2 separate regions of the Mustela erminea genome follow, and region 2 is linked to region 1. Evidence: chromatin contacts called from public Hi-C data. All regions are on one chromosome and are shown on one strand. Each heading gives the region's core, a stretch centred on a gene start, on an enhancer-like site or on the middle of the called end of the contact. The rest is flanking DNA. Distances are from core to core; before and after follow the strand shown.

The links. Hi-C and Micro-C count contacts between places; a contact is called where the count stands out from the background.
Region 2: a contact with region 1 is called in a Hi-C map of spleen, with 3 times the contacts expected there. The contact joins the promoter of RRAS here to the promoter of ALDH16A1 in region 1. A contact is called at or near these places in 2 of 3 Hi-C or Micro-C datasets (skeletal muscle and spleen).

Annotation. Positions count from the first base shown.
Region 1 is chr19:5,213,992-5,221,046 of mMusErm1.Pri, reverse strand. It overlaps ALDH16A1 (aldehyde dehydrogenase family 16 member A1), which reads right to left and starts at 4,217. Exons shown (of 17, transcript XM_032323237.1): 1 at 4,100-4,217. The coding sequence starts at 4,189. It overlaps PIH1D1 (PIH1 domain-containing protein 1), which reads left to right and starts at 4,138. Exons shown (of 10, transcript XM_032323247.1): 1 at 4,138-4,250; 2 at 5,134-5,227; 3 at 5,586-5,652; 4 at 6,224-6,403. The coding sequence starts at 5,138.
Region 2 is chr19:5,349,588-5,356,642 of mMusErm1.Pri, reverse strand. RRAS (ras-related protein R-Ras) reads left to right here and starts at 3,077. Exons shown (of 6, transcript XM_032325504.1): 1 at 3,077-3,310; 2 at 5,195-5,282; 3 at 5,378-5,480; 4 at 5,564-5,672; 5 at 6,447-6,565; 6 at 6,639-6,994. The coding sequence starts at 3,158. The coding sequence ends at 6,723. It overlaps SCAF1 (splicing factor, arginine/serine-rich 19), which reads right to left and starts at 1,686. Exons shown (of 11, transcript XM_032325489.1): 1 at 1,428-1,686.

The DNA.
Region 1 (7,055 bases), core at 2,968-5,467:
TGATTTTGGCTCAGGTCATGATCTCAGCATCATGAGATCGAGCCCCGCACTGGGCTTCGTGCTGGACATGGAGCCTGCTTGAGATTCTCTCCCTCAGTCTCTCCCCATCTTCTCTCCCTTTTTAACAACAACAACAACAACAAACTTATTTTTTTTTTTTCTTACACGCCTATACAATATTCCATTTCTGGATAAGCCACATTTTGTTTCTCCATTTATCACCAGTGGATGCGGGTTCAATCTGTCTCTGCCTTCTAGTTATTGTGAATAGCGCTGCTTGGAACATGCACACACAAGTTTTTGTTCCATCACCTGACTTTACTTCTTCTAGGCATGTGGACCCAGGAGGGTCACAGGTCAACTCCACCAGTAACTTATGGAGGAGCCCAGCAAGCTGTTTCATGTTCTCACCAGAGATATACGAGGGCTGGCCTACTGACTTTGCTTTTTTTTTTTTTTTAAAGATTTTTCTTTTTTAAAATTCACTGGACAGAGAGAGAGAGCATGCGAGCCAGCACAGGTGTGAAAGCTGGAAAGAGGAGGAGCAGAGGAAGAGGGAGAAGCAGACTCTCTGTTGAGCAGGGACCCATAACTGGGGCTCGATCCCAGGACCCTGGGATCAACCTGAGCTGAAGGCAGTCGCTTAAGCCACTGAGCCACCCAGCAGCCCCTGTCCTATTGACTTTGAAATGTGGCTTAATAAAACCCTTTCTCCTCCATGGAGAAACGACCTGGGCGAGCTTCCTGTTTCTCAGGAATCCTAAGATAATTCCACAGCACCACCAGGCAACAATGACTCCTGAAGGATCTACCACACCTGCCTGGGAAAACTGTGAACACTCCATAGAAATCCAACAGGAGGCCCGAGCACTGGGGCTTTCTGGAGCATCCTATGTTCCTGAGATTGGGCGCAAACCTTGTCACAACCCTGGAGGCAATGCCCGCGGAACTGTTATCAGGCAGTAACGGGTTCTATTTGGAAGGCAGGGCGGCTAAGCCAGGTGGCTCCTGTACCCAGCGGCCATCACTTCAAGGGGCAGCTCGGACCCCCGCTGTAGACACAGGCTTACCAGGTGCAACTTATTTGGCTGCGATGTGTCTACCTGAGCCCAGGGCAGAGCGGAGAGGCACTACAAACGGGACAATGTGGCGTGGAGTCTCTGGGGCTAGGAGACTGAATCTTGGCTCTAGTATTTATTGTTCAACGTCAGCCGGGGTGTAACAGTACTTTGGCCATCTGGAAAATGGGGATAAGCACAGCCCCTCGCTACTTCACGGGGCTGTGGCAAGGATTAATTAAATGCATCAATGCACATTGTACACTCAGAGCAGTGCTAGGTAGGATTTCCTCTTAATCTCACTGCACCTCGCCTTCCATATCTGCACCATGTTTCTCTCCCTGGTCCTGCCTTCCCTAGATCCTGGCGAAATCCCAGACCTGCTTTCCACTCTTTCCTTCTACAACTGCTCTCTTCTTCTTAGCATCCCAAAGCCACATTCTCCCGATTTTCCTCTTACCCTGCCAACTGGCCCTTCTGCTTTTTCTCTGAAGTCAAAGGGTGAGTCAGAAGTTTCCCACTCAAATACCCCCAGGGAAAGACACATTTTGGAAACAGCTGGAGGTGCACGAACATGAGCTGGGCATTGGATGATATTAAGCAATGAGCGCTGGGATGCCTGGGAGGTTCAGGTCATGATCTCAGGGTCCCGGGGTCAAGTCCCGCCTCAGGCTCCTTTCTCGATGTTGAGCCTGCTGCTCCCCCTGCTTGTGCTCTCTCTTTTCTGACAAATAAATAAAATCTTAAAAAAAAAAAAAGTGACCGCTAATGTGAAGTCTGAAAAATGGCTAGGTGGGGTTGCCTGGGTGGCTCAGTCACTGAAGTGTCTGACTCTTGATTTTGGCCCAGGGTTGTGAGATTGAGCCCCTTCTTGGACTCTGTGCTGGGCGTGGAGACTGCTTAAGATTCTCCTGCCCCTCCCCCTGCTTGCACGCTTGCTGGAGCACTCTTGCTCTCTCTCTTAAAAAAAAAATAAATTAAAATGGCTAGGTGATTATGTTACAAAACTAGTCTTTATCTGTTAGAAATGAGAATTCAAATATTTCTTGGAAGCTAACAGGACATCGGGGATTTAAATCGTTCCAGAAAAAAGAGAAAACAAAAGAATGCAACACTGGACCACATGTCTGGCAATTCCTGAAGCTGAGGGATAGGTAAGTAGCAGTATTAAGTATTCTGTGGAAGTTTGCAATCTCCACCCCACCCCACCAACCACCACCCCCCACCCAAGAAAAACAAAACCATAAAAGAATGTCCACAGGGCCCTGGGAAGTCATGTTAGTGTGAGAAGAGGGGCTGGTGGAGATTGGGAACTCATAACTTGTCTAAAGAGACAGTCACTATTGAATCCAGATGATTTTTGTCAGGGAATGTGAGCCAAACATTGCCAAATTTGGGGTTTTTATTTTCAAAAGAAGCTGGACTCCTCCTGGATGTTTACAGGGAATGAGTTGACCACTAATTCACATTTTCAAAAATAAAATGCAGGCCAAAGAAAACAGTTTGTTGGTTGAGTCTGGCTCACACATTGGAAGGTTGAGACTTTTGCTTGGGAGGCGGTGGGGGAACCATGGGCTGTGGAATCCTAGGGCTTAGGTTCAAATCTCAGCTTCGCCTCTTTTAAACTGTGTTAACAGTGGGCAAATTACATACCCTTTATGCCTCCCTGTGCTATGCCTCCCTGTGCTATGGCTAAAATAATGACAATAATCCCCTCTCACAGCTGTTCTGGGGATTAAATTAGATCGCACTGAGCACAGAGGCTGGCACAGAGAGCTCCCAGTGAATATAAGCTATGATTACTATTATTCCTATGATTACTATTAGCTATTATTGCTATTTCAGTATATTCCATCTCTAGCCAAGCTCCAAGTGTGGGAATGCTCTGTCCTCTGATCCAGATCCTCACTCCCTCAGTTCAACTATCTTTCCACATTGATGACTCCCAGGTCCCTGTCTCCAGACCTGAAGGCTTGGGCCCAAGTAGCATTTGATGCCTTCACAAGGCCAAGGCTGTCCAGGGTCCCTCACACTCTCACCATGTGATAACCAAGCTCAGGCCTATCCCCGAAGCCCCAGTCCTCCTGGGTTCACCACTAGTGGTGGTGGTGAGGGGTGGGGGAGACACGACAACAAAGACAGCCAAACCCCAGACACTGCCTTGCCCTCTCAACTCCTGACACTGGTCCTCCTATATCTCTGCCTCATCCCCTCCTATCTATCTATCCACTTCCACAACCCGCTCCAGGCTCTGGCCTCATCTTCCACTTGGACCACTGTCTCAGCCTAAGCTTCGCATTCCTGGGTGCTAGAGACCCTGTGGGATGAGGAGAGCCCCATGGGAGGAGTTCTGAGGAGCCTGGGTAATTATAGAATATGCGAGGCACCCACAGGAACCACAAGAGGTTCTGGGGGACCCCGAGGGATCCCAGGACGACTTGAAGGGACGCTTTAGAATCATGGGAGCCCCATGAGGGTATTCTGAAAGGCTGTAAGAGATTACAGTTAAGTTCTGAGCTATCCTGGGGTTCCCAGGATCCTAGGAGCTCCGCAATGATTGATGCGGGCCCTGAGAAATTACGGGGGACCCACAGGAGTTCGGCGGGGTGGGGCTCAGAGAGCCACGCAAGCCACAGGATGTTCTGAGGAATCACGGGAAGTCCATGGAGATTCTGGGGGTCCTTGGAAGATCAGGGGTGCCCTACAGGAATTCCGAGTCCCTGGGATTCAACGGAGGTCCGGGAAGGGGAGTCTGAAGAATCACAGGAGGCCCTTTGGGGGCTCTGACGCATCAGGGAAACACTGCCGCAGAGCGGAAGTAAGAGACGGCCTCCAAAACAAGAGAAAAGACTCAAGGGTTAAGAGGCAGCAGCCGCAAAGGCTCAAGGGAATGCCCTTCAAGGGTGGGTCCTAAGGAGTAGCCAGAGTCACGGGAACCGAGAAGGGCGGACCTGCCGCGGTGGATCACGGGAGTCCGCGCGCCAAACAAGACCTGGAGGCCTGGGGAGGGGGATGGGCAACAACGAACGGCAGGCCCTCACCAGTGCGCATGCGTGGCTCTCAGGCACGGGTCCGTACTCCAGCGTGGCGAAGATCTCTCGGGCGCTGGGCCTTGCACGCGTAGCAGCCATCACCCTCCCGGGCCGATTTCCACCAAGGAGTGCCGGGTGCTCTACCCAGAGGAACCTTGAGGTCGAAGGGCGGCACCGCCCCCTCTAGTCCAGGGGGCGGGACTACGGGAGATAGAGCGTAACCCCGCCTTAGACCCAGTGGCCCCGCCCACACGCTCCAGCTGGCAAGGTGGTTTGGAGCATGCGCAATCCTCAGAGCGAGGCGGGGTTGGGGACGGGGACAGGACAAAAATGTGTGTGTCTTGCAAATAGGAAGGCTCCAGATTTAGAAGCGTGGCTGTATTTGTGTATCTCCTTTCCACCCTGTTCATACTGAGGGCAAGGAGTTCAGCTTTTAGTCCGAAGTAAATTTACTAGAGAATCGACTCGAGCTCTGGGACGAAGCGATAGTTTAGAGGTCAGAAGGGAGTCTTTTAGGATGGACGTTTAAATTAAGGTTTTGAGTGTGCCGGTCTGGACCCAGAAGCTTGGCCAGATGTAGCCGGGAAAGAGGAGAGTTACCGCTTTAATCGACCCAGGAAGTGTAGCATTCGGAAATTAGGTTCAGGGTTTAAAGTTTTGATTGGTTGAAGTGAGAGGCGTGGCTCCAGCCTTAGACTATGATTGGCCGGAACGTAGTGGGGTTCCCGGATTGGTGTCTGAGCGTTTGAGGGGGACGGAAGCGTGGTCGGCTGAAGTTCTTGGTTACAGAGGCTGGGAGTGTGGCTGTCGTATACACGTTCGGCACACAGGACTTAGAGAGCATCTAGAACTGTTGTCTCCAGCAGATTGGACAGCCGTGTCTGGCATGAGTGGAATTGTCTCAAGCCCAGATTCTTAGATTTCATACAGAATAGTGGGTGTCGGGCAGCAGGCCACGGAGTTCTGATCCTGGCCAGGGTCCCTCCCCGCCCCTCGCCCCGCGCACGTCGGTGTTGCTGAGGACGCCTAGGTCTCTTCTTCAGGGCCATGGCGGACTCGAAGCTGCTGGTGCCGGAGCTAAGCGAGGCAGAGAAGATGGGCTCTGAGACCTTGCGTTTCGAGAAGCTGCTGCTGCAGGTGAGGACTGACCGACTCCATGGTCCCTGGGTATTCGGGGGATTTGTGTGTGTGTGTGTACGCGCGTGTTCACGCACACGTGTATGTGCACACCCAAGCGTGCTCAGGGATGGGACTACATTCCCAGAACGCACTACATGGAATTGTAGTTGCTTAACTCCCAAGTTTTCTAGGCTCTGGAAGAAATGCAAGTGGGGTTGGGGTTGTTCTTAGCGGTCCTCAAAGGAGGAGCGGGACATATTATGTCCTATTCTGTGTACACCTCATATGCATAAAATTTCTCGACAAACCTTTGAAGAACAAAGGAGGGTCTGAGGCCCAGACGCCAGCATGAAGGTGGTTGTTTTCCTTCACACAGGCCTCCAAGGAGCTCCAGCAGGCCCAGACAAACAGACCAGAATCTACACAGATCCAACCACAACCTGGTGAGAAAGGCAGAAACCCAGAGAGAGGGGGATAGAGTTGCAAAGAGAGTGGACAGGGGCTAGGGGTATGGGACACAGAGATAGGAGGCAGGAGAGAGGCACAATAATGGGAGTACACAGGCCTTGGCGGGGGTTGTGACAGAGATCCAGAGAGAGCAGGGAAGGGACTAAGATCTAAAGAGAAGAGGAGGACAGGCATGACTAGGGGGAGAGAGACTCAAAGATAGAGAGTTACAGAGGAGGCGCCTGGGTGGCTCAGTTGTTAGGCACCTGTCTTTGGCTAGGGTCATGGTTCCGGGGTCCTGTGAGCGGGCCCCGCATCGGGCTCCCTGCTCAGTGGGAAGCCTGCTTCTCCCTCTCCCACTCCCCCTGCTTGTGTTCCCTCAAATAATAAGTAAAGATAGAGAGTTACAGATTCCATGGGTGGGGCGGGGAGCAGATTCAGAAAGCAGAGGACTGATCAAGAGAAGGGGACAAAGAGGGGACAGATCAACAGAGACTGAGGAGGGAATGAATGGAAACCCAGATGTATGCAGAGGCACACACCTCAGGACAAACCTACTTCCACCAGGTTTCTGCATAAAGACCAACTCCTCCGAAGGGAAGGTGTTCATCAACATCTGTCACTCCCCTTCCATCCCTCCTCCGGCCGACATGACAGAGGATGAGCTGCTTCAAATGCTGGAGGAAGACCAAGCTGGATTTCGCATCCCCATGAGTCTGGGAGAGCCTCATGCCGAACTGGATGCAAGTCAGTGCTCTTGGAGGACCCAGGGATCTAGCTCCCTAGGTCCTTTCTTTCCAAGATCCAGGGCTTGGGACCCTCCTCCCTTAGGACCCAAAAATCTGGCTCTCCTGTCCTTATCCTTTTCTCTGTGATATATGCCTAGCCTCCTGGGCCTCCACTACCTGCTACACGGGGTGGTCCTGGTCCTGCCCGCCTGGCTAGGCTGGCCCTTCTCCCTGCCCTACCCCATGGTGAGGGAGCTGGGCAGGTGTCCTCATTAGCTGGCCAGACCAGCTCTCACATCTTGTTCCTGTTTCCTTCCTCACCCTTCTCCCCGTGTCTCTATCTCTCAGCCTTGTCTCACCTGTCTCTGTTGAGTTTCTTTCTCTATATGCTTGTCTTTCAAATCACATATGTTCCCCTGAAGCCTCCTGGACCACGTTTTGGGCAGTGCCCTGGGGAGGAGGGACTGATAACCCAGAACTTGCCCTTGAGACACTCCTAGTCTTAGGCGACGGTGGTGGGGACAGATGCGATTGCAATATGGTATGATTTGTGCTGCTCTGGCAGGTGTAGGGGGGGTTGGGGGGTGGGGCGAAACCTTCTTGGAGGAGGAGGTGTCAGATCTAAGATGTCAAGGAACTGGAGGAGTTCATCGGGCCAAGACAGAGAAGAG
Region 2 (7,055 bases), core at 1,828-4,327, 140 kb before region 1:
GAACAGTGACTGTCACATAACAGAAGCCTAATTGAGACCTGCTGAGTATAGACACACAGATCTCCAAGCCCTCTGCAGCGTATGAAGATGATTCCTTGCCCATGTGGCCGTGCCCTGGGCTTTGCAGACACACCCAGGGCTCTTTAGATCTTTTCAACATGAAAACACATTTTGCAGACATTGTTAAGTCCCTATAGGTCAGTGTTTCCCCAACTACAGTATGATAGAAGTATAGTGGTTCACGAATAGATTGTTACAAAAAAAATAAATTGAACGCAGGAGAAAAATCTTTACAGTACATTGCAGGGCGTTAAGTGGAAATATGAATTAATGGAACTTTGGTATTCAACACATAGGGGAATATGCAATGGGTCTCAACAAAAAATGTACTTCTTACTGTAGATCAAGGTCAAAAGAGTTTGAAAAGCATTGCACTAAATGAATCTAGGTGATCCTACAGACTTCCCCACACAAATGTGGACTAATTCTAATCTCTATAGCTCCAGGGCAATGCAGAATTTAAAAACATTTTTTCATTTGAATTACATTATAAAGTGCAAGTACATTTGAGCTGGGCAAATTTTCCAATACTCTCCTTTGTCTTGTTCTCCACGCGATTATACAGCCTCAAAAGGCATTCGAATTTGCTCCAGGCATAAAGACTGCACTCTTGCAGTCACACTGAAAGTCAACTAGATGGTTCCAGGTCCTTCTAACTGCCCCCAGCCTCCTGTCACCCAGATTAGACACTCCTCAGAGGTTAGAGACCCATCCAGGCCTCACAGCACACCTCAGTATTTGCCTCCCTCCCTTGGTGGGCATACCCCACCCGTCAGGGTGGCCCTAAAAGGCTTCCTGGCCCTCCAACAGTTCTCTCAGGCCCGCTAAATGGCCCCAGACCCATGTAGGTGAGCCGCATCCTCAAGTCAGCTCATGCAGACACTCCCAGCCCTAACAGACATACCCCGGGCGCTATAGATGGCTCTGCAGATACTCCTCAGCTCTTGCAGACCTCCTTCACCCTGGGACATATCTCAAGATCTCAAGATGGCCCCAGAACCCTATAAACAGACCCTAACCTCTGGTCAGCCCATAAAGACGATCAGCAGTGCCTATAGAAATGACCCACGCCAGCTAGGTGATGGAGAGCAGGCTCCAGTCCCGGTCCAGCCCGGTGGACGTCCCCACTCCTCACGGGGACGCCCCGCAGATGCCCCTCGGAACCCACAGACGCGTCCCGGGGCCTTAAGAAGGCCCCCCGCTCGGCACCAGGTTCCGCCGCCGCTACCGGGCCCGAGGCCTCCCCGCTAAGTCCTCCAGGCCCCGCGGCGTGTGGGGAGGACCCCAGGACAACTAGCGACCCGACTCCGCCCCGCCCACCCCGATAGGCCCGAGCCCCGCGGCCCAGACTGCCGCCGCCATCTTACCCCGCCGCTCGGGCTGCGGCTCCGGCCCCGGCGCGGGGCGGGGCGGGCTGGGGGGGGCTCGCGAGCAGAAGGAGGAGAGGGGCGGAGCTAAAACGCCGCCGAGCTTGCCGGGACTTCAAGTACCGAGCACGGTGCCGTGAAGGCTGGTGGGAAGACTCCGGACTCAGTTTCCCAGAAGTCAATGGGGCACACAGGCAGGGGCGCGCGCGACGGACGCCGGGAGGCGTAGTCCGCGCGTCGCCTTCGTCGCGCGGGGACAGCAAGGAAGTGAGAGGTGAAGGGGGCGGGGTTGCAGTAGCCCGCTACAAGGCCCCACAGTGCCCTGCGCGCGCGCGGAAAGAGCTGCGGAACAGGAAGTGACGTGAAACCCTGAGCAGGGTGGCTGCAAGGGAATTGTAGTTCCGAAAAGTGGATGGTAGAAAAAAAGCCGTGCTGGCTGGGAGTTGCGCCGCCCACCTGCTGGGGAATCCCAGAATATCCCCGTCTCCTAAGTCCCCTCTAAATATAGAGCCGAGGAGCCCGACCCTACAACCTCCTCCTTATTTAAGATGGAAAAGTCCAAATTCCGATTTCCTCTCACTCAGCAGGAGTTCGGACTCCCATTTTCTTCCTTCCTGGGACTGGGGAGTTCGATCTCTCCTTCACTCACAACAAGAAGTCGGGCCCTCATGCCCATCCTTCCTCCATCCTTCCACTCCTGGTCTCAAACTCGTACTTCACTTCACACAGACACAGGTATTCGGGTTCCCAATCCGGATTCCCTCAGATCCAGATATCTGAATACCCGGCCCCACCAACCCCTGGACCCAAGAGTCCACGCCCCCAGCTCTCTCCTTTGCGGAACCTAGTAGTAAAGACTCCCTGATCCCCTACTCCCCGGGACCCAGGAATTCAGAACTCCAGTCTCATTCTCCCCGAGAGACCCCGGAGTCTGGGCCCTCATCTTCCTCCTTCAGGACTCAGAAAGCCTGGCCCTAGGCCCTTCAATGACCCAGCCACCCCAGTTTGGGCGAGCTGGCTCAGGGATTAGGAATGCAGTGATCTCACGGCCCCTCCCTGTCCCGTTACCCCGCTGTCCCCCTCCAGGGCCCCACCTCCCCTCCCAGTCTGTCTTCCGCTTGGCTGGGACTCCGGGAACCGGAAGCCTGGGTCCCTTAGCGGGCGGAGACTCCGGCGTCCAGCCTAGACGCCCGGGTCGGAAGTTTGGCTAGGATCCCAGGACGGAGGTGGAGCTTCCCTTCAAGACCCGCTCCTTCCTTCGAGCGCGCCTATATACGGCCGCGCGCGAGTCGACGAACCCCGCCTACTAAAAACGGGGCCTAGGGGATGGTACCCTGAAAAGCGATGCCTCCGGGATCCTCATTTGCATAGCACCTCCCCGAACGATTTTCCCGACCCGTCCGCCGAAAGCGTGAGGGCTCGTATTAGCATATCCCCGCCCACAGACGGCCCGCCCGCAGAGAGCGCGTGGCGCTGCTCCGGGTGAGCTTAGCCCTCGCGTTAGCATATCCCCGCCCCATTCGGAATTCCCCTTCACAAGGAAAGCCTTTCCCCCTCCCTTATTAGCATAGCTCCTCCTTTTCCCGGGCCTTACCTCCTAAGCCTCCCGAGACTCCAGTCCTTCTCTCCGGAGCTCATGATTATGCAGTAGCCTTATTAGCGGGGCCCGCCCCTAGGCCCCGCCCGGCTCCCCCCAAGGCGGTAGCAGCGGCGGCAGCAGCGGTGGCGACATGAGCAGCGGGGCGGCGTCCGGGACGGGGCGGGGGCGGCCCCGGGGCGGGGGGCCGGGACCCGGGGACCCCCCACCCAGCGAGACACACAAGCTGGTGGTCGTGGGCGGCGGCGGCGTGGGCAAGAGCGCGCTGACCATCCAGTTCATCCAGGTAGTGGGCCCTCACCCGGGGGGGTGCCCCCGGGACCTAGAACTGAGCCCTTTGGGAGATCCCTGAGACCCCGATTTCCCCTCGATCCATCACTGAGACCCTCCTATGAGACCTTCTAATCTTAAAAAATCCCCTCAGATGGTGACCCTGAGCCCCCCAGCTCCAGGGCCTCCCCCCTCTACACAAGGGACTTATACTCGCATCCTGAGACTCCCCCCCATCCCTCCCCCCAATACCCAAGACCCCGCTTCCCTGCTGACTTGACCTTGAGCACCTCCTGGGAGCATCCTAAATCCAAAAGTCACCCCATATAGACCCTAAGCACTCCCATAGGCCCCCACCCCTAGGTGTCACTTCCCCCTACCCTGAGCCCCATCTCCCCCAGATCCCAGGTCCCAGCTTCCCGTCTGAGCCACCCAAAGCCTAACTGGGAGATTACCCTCCTCTAGATACTAAGCTCCCCCAGAATCTAGAAAGTGTGCCCAGACTTTGCCTGGGGCCCATCCAGTACCATCTGGTCCTGAGAAGAGACACCGTCAGACCCAAGAGATTTCAAAAAGATCCTGCCCCTGGGCCATTCCAGAGAATTCTTATGACTGCACGTCCTGTTCTGGGGATCCCTCACCCCACCAGACCCAGACCTCCACCCTCCCCCAGGGAAAACCACCCACTCCTCCATGTTGAGTTTTCTTCCACTCTAACTCCTTGAGCATCTCTCAGACACCTTGGCTAGCCCCCAGATCACCTCCTTGAAGAAACCCCCAGATTCTTGACACCCCCAGAGAGACCCACTTCTTAGGAGTTTCTCTGACTCTGTAAATGCATTTGGGGATGTCTCAGATTCTCTAGATGTGTACAAACCTCCCAAATGTATTTGCACCTTGGGGCTCACTCCAGCTCTCACCCCAGACTTCTCCAGATGTGTTCTGAAGACACACTCATAATCCCCCCATGGCGTGGTCCCTGCACCCGCCCTGCAGGCCACGCCCTCAACAAGCACCCCTCCCCTAACAGACAGGAGGCAGCTGTCAGACCCCCAGCTACCAGATCACCCCTTCTTTCCTGAAAATCTACCACTGCCCAGGAAACCTCCAGCCCATTCCCAAGGGAAACCCTCCCACCTTAGAGAAACCTTAGAAAGGTGTCTCCTTTCTGAGGTGCTACCGCAGAGGGTCCTGGGCCTCAGACTCCTTAAGAGACCCCAGCCAGGCCCTGCATGGGAGCCCCTGCCTATATAGAAGGCCCCAAAGCTGGCCAAAGGCCTGGCTGGAGGCTGGCCTGACCCAGGCAGGAAGGGAGGGGCCCAGCCTCCGGGCGGGGCAGCTTCTCGGCAGCTGGATTGGAACAGGGACCTTCTCCTGGGAGGAGACACTAGAAGCTGCCTGAGAAGGAGGGGGAGAGGATGGAGGAGGAAGAAGGAGAAAAAAAAGAGGGAAGAGGAGGAGGAGGGAAAGATAGAAACAGGCAGACATTCTGGGCAATAATAGCTCCCAATAACTGAGCACCTACTAGATCCAAGCCATACGTGAAATGCTTAGCAGGGATTTCCCCCAAATCTCACAAATGCTGGATTAAGTGTAGTCTTATTTTTATTCTTATTTTCCAAATGAGGAAATTGAGGTTCGGAGAGGGGAAGTGATTTGATCAATACTGCACAGCTAGGACGTAATCACCATGTGGGAGATGTACAGAGAGAGAGGACTGGGAGAGACTCAGAAAAAGGAGACTAGGTAGGGTGGGAGGAAGGGACAGAGACCCACAGAGAGGGGAACAGGGATCCAACAAGAAGGGGCGGGGGAGGCAGAACCCAGTGATAGGGTTAAGTCCTCTCTCCTGGGGCACTGCAGGAACCGCAGTAATGATGTCTTCTCCCTGTCCCCCCAGTCCTACTTTGTGTCTGACTATGACCCAACCATCGAAGACTCCTATACGAAGATCTGCGCTGTGGATGGTGTTCCAGCCCGGCTGGACAGTGAGGGCGGCGGGGAGTGGGTGGGAGGATGGTGGTGGGGCTGAGGTCTCCCGGGAGCCTCATCCCCACGGCGGCCCCTCTCCCTCTGTCTGCAGTCCTGGACACAGCAGGCCAGGAGGAGTTCGGTGCCATGCGGGAGCAGTACATGCGCGCTGGACACGGCTTCCTGCTGGTGTTTGCTATTAACGACCGGCAGAGGTGAGGGGAGTCGAGGGTGGTGGAGCAGGGCGGGCTGGGGCCCAGCAGCTGGCCAGAGCTCACGCCTCTGGCTTCATCTGCAGTTTCAACGAGGTGGGCAAGCTTTTCACACAGATCCTCCGTGTCAAGGACCGAGACGATTTCCCCATCGTGTTGGTTGGGAACAAGGCAGATCTGGAGACACAGCGCCAGGTCTGGGACACTCCCCACCGCCTCCAACCCCTGACCCCCATCTCAACCTGGGAGGCTCCTTTGGGCATCCTCCTCTGGCTCCCCTGGTCCCGCTCCCTCTGTTGTCACACTCATCACTACATGGGTTGCCCCCAAATTGGTTCTTCTGCGTTCCCAGTGTTGCACGTCAGACTTCCCATTAAACTGTTGGATGGGACCAAGGGTACCCGCACCGACCCCCAGGTCAACCTGCCCCAACTCTGCTCCATTCCCACCTCAGTGAGCCTCCCTCCAGGCCCCCCACTGCCCCTGACCCTTCCCTGCTCATAGCCCTCCCTTGGCACTCCCTCCTCCCCCAGAGAGAACTCCAACTCTTGGACTTGGCACTTGATTCCCACCAGGTCTTGTCCCTTTCTCTGCTCTCACCACTTCCTACACACAGAGACTGTGATTTCCACACCGAACTCAACTTTCCGATTAAGCCTTTGGGGGTTTCCAGGCTTCCAAGCAAAGCTTTGCCTCTGCAGGGGACATCCTGACTTCCCCGCAGGAGGAACTCTGTCACCTAATGTTCAGAAGGGCAAATGTCTACAGAGCCTTCCCAGACTGCTTACTTAATGGAGCTGAGCCCTCTCAGCACGTTCCCCATGATCTCCTTGAAACAACTTCTCTTCCCCTGACCCCCACACTATGGCACCCCCGTTAGAGTGTGTAGTGTGTCTTTCTGCCTCCCTCCCACAGCTGGGCCCCACCCTGAGTGCAGACACCTGACTCCTCCTGCTGTCCCCCTCCCAGGTCCCCCGATCTGAAGCCTCTGCCTTTGGTGCCTCCCACCACGTGGCCTACTTTGAGGCCTCAGCCAAGCTGCGCCTCAATGTGGATGAAGCCTTTGAGCAGCTGGTGCGGGCTGTCCGGTGAGCAGAGCACCTTTCCTGTTGTCCCTGTCCCCAGTCCCAGCGACCCGGACTCACCAGCTTCTTCCTACAGGAAGTACCAGGAACAAGAGCTCCCGCCCAGCCCACCCAGCGCCCCCAGGAAGAAAGACGGAGGCTGTCCCTGCGTCCTTCTGTAGCCCCAGGGATGTGAGAGGAGCGACCAGCACTCGGGACCAGCTGCCTTCACCGAGCCTGTTTCCCCATCTGGGTTTCCCAGGATACACTACACCCTCACCCGTAATTCCTGGCCTCCTCCGGGACATCGCCACTGTGTGCCTTCTGCCAATGCCTCCCTTCCCCACCCAAGCCCCTTGTTGGGGTGAGGGGCTCCCGGGCATCCGGGTCACTGCTGTATATAACTCCCCTCTCCACCCCCAGGGAAATAAACTTCACTGCCAATGTCAGAAAGTGCTTTTTGGGAAGGGAAAAGGGGTGGTGGGTGAATTCATGGCGCACAAAGGTAAAAGTC